3 separate regions of the Sus scrofa genome follow, and regions 2 and 3 are each linked to region 1. Evidence: chromatin contacts called from public HiChIP or PLAC-seq and promoter capture Hi-C data. All regions are on one chromosome and are shown on one strand. The core of a region is the stretch at or near the end of the contact, and the rest is flanking DNA. Distances in the headings are between cores, read along the strand shown.

The links. Promoter capture Hi-C pulls out the DNA fragments that hold promoters and counts their contacts. HiChIP or PLAC-seq counts read pairs in DNA pulled down with a chosen protein or histone mark.
Region 2: a promoter capture Hi-C map of liver shows a contact between it and region 1, with 13 times the contacts expected there. The contact joins the enhancer-like site here to the promoter of PPP1R3B in region 1. A contact is called at or near these places in 5 of 5 promoter capture datasets (fetal liver, fetal skeletal muscle, liver and 1 more), 22 of 47 Hi-C or Micro-C datasets (alveolar macrophages, brain, embryonic fibroblasts and 9 more) and 1 of 2 datasets of contacts at active chromatin or transcription factors (skeletal muscle).
Region 3: a contact with region 1 is called in an H3K27ac HiChIP or PLAC-seq map of alveolar macrophages. The contact joins the promoter of MFHAS1 here to the promoter of PPP1R3B in region 1. A contact is called at or near these places in 1 of 5 promoter capture datasets (liver), 2 of 47 Hi-C or Micro-C datasets (fetal heart ventricle and heart right ventricle) and 1 of 2 datasets of contacts at active chromatin or transcription factors (alveolar macrophages).

Annotation. Positions count from the first base shown.
Region 1 is chr15:56,001,030-56,003,961 of Sscrofa11.1, reverse strand. It overlaps PPP1R3B (protein phosphatase 1 regulatory subunit 3B), which reads right to left and starts at 1,579. Exons shown (of 2, transcript XM_005671823.3): 1 at 1,330-1,579. The coding sequence starts at 1,466.
Region 2 is chr15:55,847,429-55,850,347 of Sscrofa11.1, reverse strand. No RefSeq gene overlaps it. Among named protein-coding and RNA genes, the nearest start is that of PPP1R3B, 150 kb to the left of the region's middle. Within about 2 kb of position 1,632, at least 15 of the 83 cell types and tissues checked have an H3K27ac peak or open chromatin away from gene starts, as enhancers often do. A contact at or near this core is called in fetal liver, liver and skeletal muscle, where this site is marked.
Region 3 is chr15:56,198,991-56,201,913 of Sscrofa11.1, reverse strand. MFHAS1 (malignant fibrous histiocytoma-amplified sequence 1) reads right to left here and starts at 1,459. Exons shown (of 3, transcript XM_021075967.1): 1 at 1-1,459. The coding sequence starts at 898.

The DNA of each region.
Region 1 (2,932 bases), core at 330-2,829:
AAATGCCTCAACTTTACTTTTGTGGTAAGTCCTCCAGCTGTCTTCACTTTAGTTTTGGCTCCCGGACAGCCCTGCCAAATGAACCATTTCCTTTTTTTCCTCTGCACCCCAGGCTGACGCCCTAACACTCTCTTCTCCTGGACCCTGGGTTTCCCAAGGAGGCCTGGCCGCAGAAACCACTGGCTCCAACATCTTTTAGCAACTCTCCAAGTCCTCAAGTCAAGTCTGTCCTCAATTTTCTCCTCTTCTGCAAGAAACAATACAGGACAGAGCCCAAATCTTCTAGTATGTTCTGGGCTCTCCACCCCCTCTTTTACAGCGAGTTATAAACTTCTTTCTCTGGATTCAAAAGGGTGCCAAGAACCGGGAACCTGGGCAGGCCAAAGCGTCCAGACTTCAAATGTCCCAGAGGTCACTCCCCTCTGGGTGCAGCCAGGTGGGGACTGCGTCCTCCCCCCAACCCCTCTCCAGATCCTTCGCCTGTCCGGTACCCACCTTTTGGGCCGCGGGGAAGCCCCCTCTCCAGCTGGCTCGCTGCATCGGAGAGCCCGGAGGGAGGTGGCAGGATAAGCTGCCGCCACCAGACTACGTGAGGCTCAGTGTGTCCTGGAGGCAGGGCTTGGGCAGGGTTCCCGGAGCTGTGACCGGCAGGGGGAGGAAGACGACGAGGGGGAGGAGCCTGAGTTATCAAACACCGGGCGGGGCGGCTGGACGGCAGGGCCACCCCTGGGCGGGTGGAGCGACGCCGTAAGAGCGTCCCCACGTGGCCACCTCGTCCCTGCCAGCCCGGGACAGCCCGTCTGGGGACAAGGAACTGGAGGCGGCTGGTCTCCTGGAGGCCGTGGTCACTTCTGCGATCCGTGTCCCACCGTCCTTGGAGGCCAGAGAGATCACCAACTGTGCTTCCCTACGTTTTACCGGGAAATCGAGGCCCAGAGAGAGACGAAGCGACTTACCTTAGCGCTCACATTCCCATCGCTCAACTCCGGGGACACTCTCTAGAAGTGTTGGGTCCCAAATGGAAAAGCCTTGTGTCAGGTTCGAATTCGGCATAAGAGGGAGTATCTGGAGTCCCAGCCCCAGCCCCGCGGCCACCGTCGCGGCTGGAACTCCACCTCCGTGCAACATGTGGTTTCAGCCAGGGTCCATCCCACCTCTGGTCCCTGGGTTGCCCTCTCCACGTGGAAGCAACAGGTTCCTCCAGGCAGTCTAGAGTGTCCTACCCCCCAGAATGTGATTGCAAGGTGGGCGGAGAAAGTGTAGACACCGGTGAGAGTCCACTCTGCGCGACTCTCAACACCATTCCTCGCGGGCATGGAGAGGACGTACCTGGTACAGCTCGTAAGCCCGGAGGTGCGTAGGCGCCAGCCCGCGGTACCATCCGCGCTGGGGTGGCAGGGGCAACGGTAGCGACGGCAGGAGCGACGGCCCGTGCACAGGTCGGCGCCCTCCGCTGACAGTCGCATCCGTTTGTGCGCGAGAGCAGCCCGCCCGCCTCCTCCTTTCAGCCCTCACCCGGGACTCGGGATACCCGCCGCCGTGCGGCTCCCTTTAACTTTCCGGGCACCTCTCCCCACTGGGGATGCCATCCCCGACCCCCTTTCACGTGAAAGCCCCCCGCAGCCAATGGGCGAGCCCGGAACGCGCGCCTTCGACCAATGGCAGTGGAGCCGAGGTCCCCTGGAGCACCGCCGCGCCACGTGATCGGCTGCGAGCCCGGAGTGATAGGGCTGCCGTCCAGGGGCTGGTTAGGGGGCGGTGGGTCACTGTTTCATCAGAAGCCTGGGGACGGGCGCCAGGGGGCAGAGGCACTTTCCAACAGAACTGCATCCTGTTACAGCAAGAGGGCTGAACGCCGGTGGCTGGCAGAGTTCCCTCTCCCAAGGCAAAGTCCTAGCGTGGCAAAGTCACCCTACATGAGAGATGGGGCTGCAGTTGCTTTCAGCCGTACCGCCGGCACAGCCTTCGTCTTACACTTCAGCCACGGGGTTCACAGATGACCGTTACTTGCCCCATGGCATGCTGAGCCCAAAGGAGCCCCAGGAGAATGGCAAATGTTTCCCTCTGTTTTAGTGGAGTTTTTCGGGATCAGTATCCTCAGTTAAGTATCAGGGTTAAGACAAGAACGCTTGCTTTGTGGCAGGTGTTACTGTGTTACTGTGAAAGGAATACATGGTATAAAAAGTAAAATCATTTTTATAAAGTTGGGATAAAGGACCAAAACCGAACTCACAGAATAGCGCATATATAGTTGAGGGTTTCTTAAGTAGGTATATTCGAGGAAATTACCTGACCTGAATCTGTGTGAAGTGAATAGATTGAGCCTACAGGGCTTCCATGATATCTGTGCTACTCTTTGAGGTCTGTAGAGAATGAGGAGCTTGGAAGAGACCAGAAGCCCCTCCTCCCACATTAGATCAAGTTAAATATGCATATATTTAGTCATTTATGCCATCTCCTTAGTAATCGGCTCTGAGCTGATCCACTCTAGGGATGAGGATCCCAATTTTCTAGTTTTAATGAATTTTGGTCCAGCATTTTAAAGTGCCAAGACAAGACATTAGAGCAAATAAATACTACCGTTCTCTGTCACCGTCTTTTATTTTTTAAAAAGTACTCTTTAACAGCAATAACAACAAAATGCAGGAAGGTCATAATCCTGGAGTAGAACCTAGCCCTTTACATTGCATATTTTTAACTTTATGAAAATTCATTATGTTGACTACAGCATATGGGAATTTCTGCTGTAAGAAATGTAAAAACAGCTTCTAATTGCACTAGGAATGTAAGACAAAAATGCTAATCGGTTATGATGATCCAGTCAAAGCCTTCAGCTCTATACAGAGCTTCCCCATATACTTAGTCTTCCTATCTGAAGGTTGATCATTAGTCCTCTTCCTTCTTTCAATGGCCAAATCTAAGGGGCCACCTG
Region 2 (2,919 bases), core at 383-2,882, 150 kb after region 1:
CATGTGTCTCTCCAAGAGTTATTTACTTATGTGTTTACCTCCTCCACTCACATGTAAGCTCCTGATCTACTGGGGCTGTGACTACTTATTATTACCCCCTGAGCCTTGCCCCAGGCCTGGCTACAGCAATTACTAAGAAATGCTGAGTGAATGAATGAATGACCTGGAACCAGGTCCTAGAAGGCTTTGGTGACCCAGCAGAATGATTCAATGTCAGTCATCCTCAGTGGGCCACTGTGAGGTATTCAAAATGATCCATTGGAGTACAGGGAGAAAATATTAGCACTCCTATTTATATTTATGCTAGTAAAAAATTAGTGAAAGTAAGCTTTCCTAATATTTTATATGAACTGGCAGTAGCACATGTATTTAATTCATAAATTAATATATATGTTAAGAATAAGGGTAGTATGTGTTGAAAACATTGTAGGCCACTGTTTCATGCAATGAGAAGTCATCGAAAAATTCTGAAGAAAAATCATGAGAAAAGCAAATGCATGGAATTGACCTTGTAGACTGAAGAGAGGGAGGCATGAATTGGTGTGGAAAACATGACACTGTCCAGGCAGAAGAGATCAGAGATAAGACAAAAAAAAGGGGACACAGGTACGGGGAGGAAGGAAGACCAACTAACAAATTACTATCATTACCTTCATTATTATTGCATCAGCAGGACAAAATTCCACATGGGCCAATGATAAGCAGAAAGCATCAGAGACCCTAAAAAGCTGTCTGAACCAGGGGGAGCAGACGGAAATCCAAGGGAAAGGTAGAATATTTTGCCCCAGGCTTGGATTCTTGTAAGTGGCACTTTACAAAAATTTTCTCCACTTGTCTGAAGGGGAGCAAATGGGGGCCACCCATCAGGCCTGCTCAATCTCCTGTGTAACTTCTTAATAGACTATTTATAGCCTCAGGTTGTTGCAGCAACATTGCGCAATTGCTGTGTGGGTGGAGAGGATGGTGGATCTGAGCCCAGCTGGGTGAGTGACCGTCTCCTGGCTGCTTCCTGTTGGCTTAGGAAAGAACAGAAGAAGGTGGATTTGTTTGTCGGTTGAGCAACCAGCCACTGCCTGGCCTGTGCCTGATTTTGTCCCTTTAAACATTAACTGCCTCTTAAAACATTGGTGTTCTATGCCCAAGGCCAATGGGGCGCCCAAGAGAAAGGAGAGGAGGAAAGAGTAGAAGAGAGGGAGGGAGGGTTTGTTACATCAACAATTTATTCATTCCACTAATACTGCAGAGTGTCCATGGTGACCCACCCATCGTCCCAAGACCCAGCTCTGGAGAACTGAAGAGAACATGATTCTCATCCTAGAGACACACAGTCTAGCAGAGGAGACAGACAAGTAAACACAAGATGACAAGGAAAGGCTAAGCCCTAGACTGTCCCTGTGCCTTCTCAGCATCTCCCTTTACTAAAGAAGTTTCCTTGGGAGATGGAGGATGAGATCAGAGAATTAAAAGTTTCCAGGTTCCTTGTCCCCAGGACAGTGGTTCTCAACCTGTAGTGAGCAAAAAGTGACCTGGAAGAGTTATTTAAAATGCAACTCCCAGCTCTGCAGGACTGTGTCAGTGGGTCTGCAGCAAGCCCAGGGCTCTGCATTGATCCAGCCATCCAAGGGAATTCAGATGGAGGTGGCCTGTGACCACAAGAGGGCCACCAGAGGTTGATGGAAAAAAATTGGACGAAAGGAAGAGGGAGCTTAAAGATGATTAAGGGCAGAAAACAGAAAAAGAGAAAACCCAGTTTTCAAGAGAGAAAAGAAAGTTTTCTCTAAGAATTGAGCTAATATTACCAGGGGCCCTGGGACGACTCAGCTAACTAGTGTCCATGACTTAGCCATGACTTTCTTATATTTATCTTTTAAACAAGACGACTTTTCTTAAACAGTACAAAGAAATGGACAGAGAGATAGCTCTGTTAGAGCCTTGGGTGGGCATCAATAGCACCTGTGGAACCCAGCCTTTGCTAATCCACAAGCGGAGGCTGAATAAAGCCATGGGCTATGGGAAGGGGGCCGTCCTGGAGAAGGCACACTCACTTGACACTGTCTTCAGTAATGCCTGGTTCTGGGCAGCTCTGTTTAATTGCACCTCTCCCTCCACAACCCCCCAGGCTAGTCTACCCCAGGGCAGTGTCTAGCTGGGGTAGACACCTGAAAAGGCTGAAGGGCACCAAGCTACAAAGAGCCTGAGCGGTGATGGCCATGAGCAATTTCCAGGTGGGCTACAGAGCTTCCTCTTCCCCCTGACTGCACCAAGGCTGCTCTCTTTCTGAAACTGATTTAGGCCCAAAGCTGAGCGGCTGGGGTGTGACTGGAGTGACCCTAGCACCATCTGGTTCTCCCATGGTGCCAGGTAGGATGCTTCTGTTTATCCCTAAAGCCCACTTTCCCACCTCTCTCTGAAAGGATGCCTCCTCCCTCGTTCTTTAGCTCCTGCCCTAGTATGACCTTCCCTGTGACTCTCCTTTAACTATATCCTTTCCCACTTGGGGTCCTCATCCTATGGATTCTGTCCCGTGAGCCCCACCTATCCAACTACAAGTTCAGGGGAGCTTGTCTTCTGGGAGTCAGTAAAGCACCTCAGTTAGGAACTAGGGCTGACCTGGGTCAGGAACACAACGCAGTCACCTGCCAGCTCTGGAATCTCGGGCGAGTTACTTCCCTGTTCTAAATTTCAGTTTCCTTACCTATAAAATGGGCAAACAATTGTACTTATGACTAAGGTTAAATGAGCTAATACTTAGCCCAGTGCCATTGTAGCCCTCCATAAATGTTTGCTCTTCTCCCCATGCATATGTACATCCTTACTTTTACCCTAATCGCCATGGATTTAGGACAGAGCTGATGCTCATTAATGTTTATTGAATTAGCAGTTAAGACGTGTAAACATCACTGGATCTGTTCATTAGTA
Region 3 (2,923 bases), core at 210-2,709, 200 kb before region 1:
AGAGCTCCTCCAGACCAGCCAGGGGCAGCAGTGCGGCAGGGAACTCCTCAAAGAGGTTGGAGGAGAGATTGAGCATTTTGAGCCGCTGCAGGCGGCTGAACTGGGCAGGCAGAGCCTGCAGCCCGTTGTTGTCCAGCATGAGGCTCTCCAGGCTGGCCAGCTCGCAGAAACCGCTGGGCAGGGTGCCAAGCTCAGCCCCGCTCAGCCACAGGATCTTTAGGGCACGCAGGGCACTGATATCTTCAGGTAGGCCACGCAGCCGGTTGCTGGACACATCCAGCTCCTCCAAGGCCGCCAGCTGCAACAGCTGCCGGGGAAAAGCCGTGAGCTGGTTGTGGTCCACGTCGAGGGTGCGCAGGTGGGAGAGGCAGGAGAAGGAGTCGGGCAGGTGTGTCAACCGGTTAAAACTGACGTCCAGCTCCTCCAGGTGGACCAGCGCGCCCAGCTGGGCAGGCATGGCGGGCAGCTGGTTGTGGCTGAGGTTGAGCTTCCGCAGCTCACGCAGGGCGCTCACCACCTCGGCGCCCAGGACGCTCAGCCGGTTGTGGCTCACGTCCAGCTCGGTTAGGTGGTGGCCCAGCTCCGCCACCGCGGGGGGCAGCCGGGCGAAGCGGTTTCGGCGCAGAACCAGGACGCGCAAGCTGCCCAGCGCAGAGCCCAGCCCGTCGGGCACCTCCTCCAGGCCGTTGTTCCCCAGGTTCAGCACCTCAATGTCCCCGATGTTGGCCGGCAGCACCAGCTGGGGGGCGTCGGGGGAGTCGATCTGGTCGGCACCTGGGCTGCCCCCGGCCGCGCTGAGGGTGAGCTGGCGCAGGTTGCTCCTCAGCTTTCTGGCACGCAGGGCGGCGTCCCGCCACAGCCTCACCGTTTTCAGGTTCCCACTGTCCGTCCCAGCCATGGTGGGGTCCCGGGCTGACACCTTGGCGCGGGCGCCCGCAGCTACATGCCGCGCTGCGCCCAGGCAGGCGCCAGTCTCTGGGGCCCTCTAGCTCCCGCTCCTCCCTTCCCACCAGCCCTCCGCGACCAGCGGCGGCGGGTCCTAGCGCAGCCAGCGGCCAGGCGCCCGCAGCTGGGGGGCAGCGGCGACGCGAGAAGCTCCGGGGAGCGCCGGGCGTGCGGCGCTGGGGGAGGCGGCCGGCCGGCGGGGAGCGCAGCTCGCATTCTCCGGGCTCTCGGGCCAGGGGCGCGCCGGGGCAGCAGGGCCGCCGCCCGCCCGCCGCGCCGCGGAGGATGCCTGCCGCTCCCCCTCCTGCTCCACCCGCCTCCGGGGCCTCGGGGCCGATTCTAGCCCCGCTACCCTCGCTGCCGCGGCCCCGCGGCCCGCAGCATCGTCGCCTCCGCGAGCTCCACGAGGACGGCGGCGGCCCGCTCCGCTGCGGGCATGATGTGGGCGCAGGGCCGGGCCGCCTCGTAGTCTCCGCTTCCCCGGGCTCCGGCGGGAGCGCGAGCGCCGCGTCCCCGCCACTGGGAGGGCGAGATCGGGAAGCGGCAGCGCCGCCCGGCGGAGCGGCCCCCACGTGACCCGCGGAGACGCCGCGTGTTCCCGGCACCGCCCCGGGGCGGGGGCCGCGGACCAGCGCCTTGAGCCGGGCTGGGGGCGCCTCGCCCTCCACGGGCGGCGGCTTGGACACCGCTGAGCCGGAGGCGCGCTGGTGGCCCGTCCCGGCTGCAGATCACGGCCCCGGGGCGCTCCTGCTTAAGTCTGCCTGCGTCTGGCTCTTTGTTGGCCCTGCGCCTCTAAGAATTTCTTTCTCTTCTCCCCTCACGTGTTGGATCCCAGGCCTCCCTGACTCATTCCTTACCCTTCTTCCCCCTTCCACTCACCCTATGTCCACACCTTAGTGGAACCGGCAGCATGCAGGGGCCTGGGTTTCATTGTAGGAACCTAAAAGGAGAGTGTGATTAAACAAAAGAACGAGAAAAGCAGGCAACCATTCATTCACTTGGTAAATATTTATCGAGACCTTATTTTATGGCAGACCGACCAGAGACAGACATTCTCTGCTCCCCTGAGGAAGGCTCTGAGCAGGCTCCTCGCCGGCCTTACTGCGGAGTGGAGAAAGGGGGGCCACGCAGTGTTTTATCCGGGATGTCCCACACATCCTCCCAACAGCCTCAGGAAACAAATACCATATCCCCAACTGTACAGTCCTTATTATGCTGTAGGTTCAAGAAAATGGCAGTTATGTCAAGAAAAATTTACAGCCCAATGCTCAACTCCAAGTCTTGCTTGCTTGCTTGTTTACTTATTTATTTATTTATTGGAATTTCTTTGCGGTCACATCTACACTAAGTAAATAATTTCTTCAGAATTTGCCCAAACCTTGAACTCTATTCAGCCTCAGGGTAGCACCTCCGTCATTGCCTCCAGCTTGATTAATAATGAAGCAAATAGCTCTCAGAGACACAAAGCTAAATGTAATTGGTTAAATGCACCAGTTAACACCTGGTTGGCTCTCCCCTACAAGGGATTGTTGCTGTCATTTGGGGACCCAAATTAAGTGCAGGTATTTGAATAGTAATAATTTGTCTCTTTAAAGGGAGCCATTGAGAAGTTCCTGTCGTGGCGCAGTGGTTAAGGAATCTGACTAGGAACCATGAATTTGCGGTTGGATCCCTGATCTTGCTCAGTGGGTTAAGGATCCAGCATTGCCCTGAGCTGTGGTGTAGGTTGCAGACGTGGCTCGGATCCCGTGTTGCTGTGGCTCTGGCATAGGCCGCTGGCTACAGCTCTGATTAGACCCCTAGCCTGGAAACCTCCATATGCCTCGGGAGTGGCTCTAAAAAAGGCAAAAATACAAAAATTAATTAATTAATTAATTAATTAAAAAAAAACAAAGAGAGCCATTGAACACCTCAGGCTGGAAAGCTGCCCCAGTGATGGTTATCAAGCCTGGTCTGGTAGGTACATCGTGGTACTGGA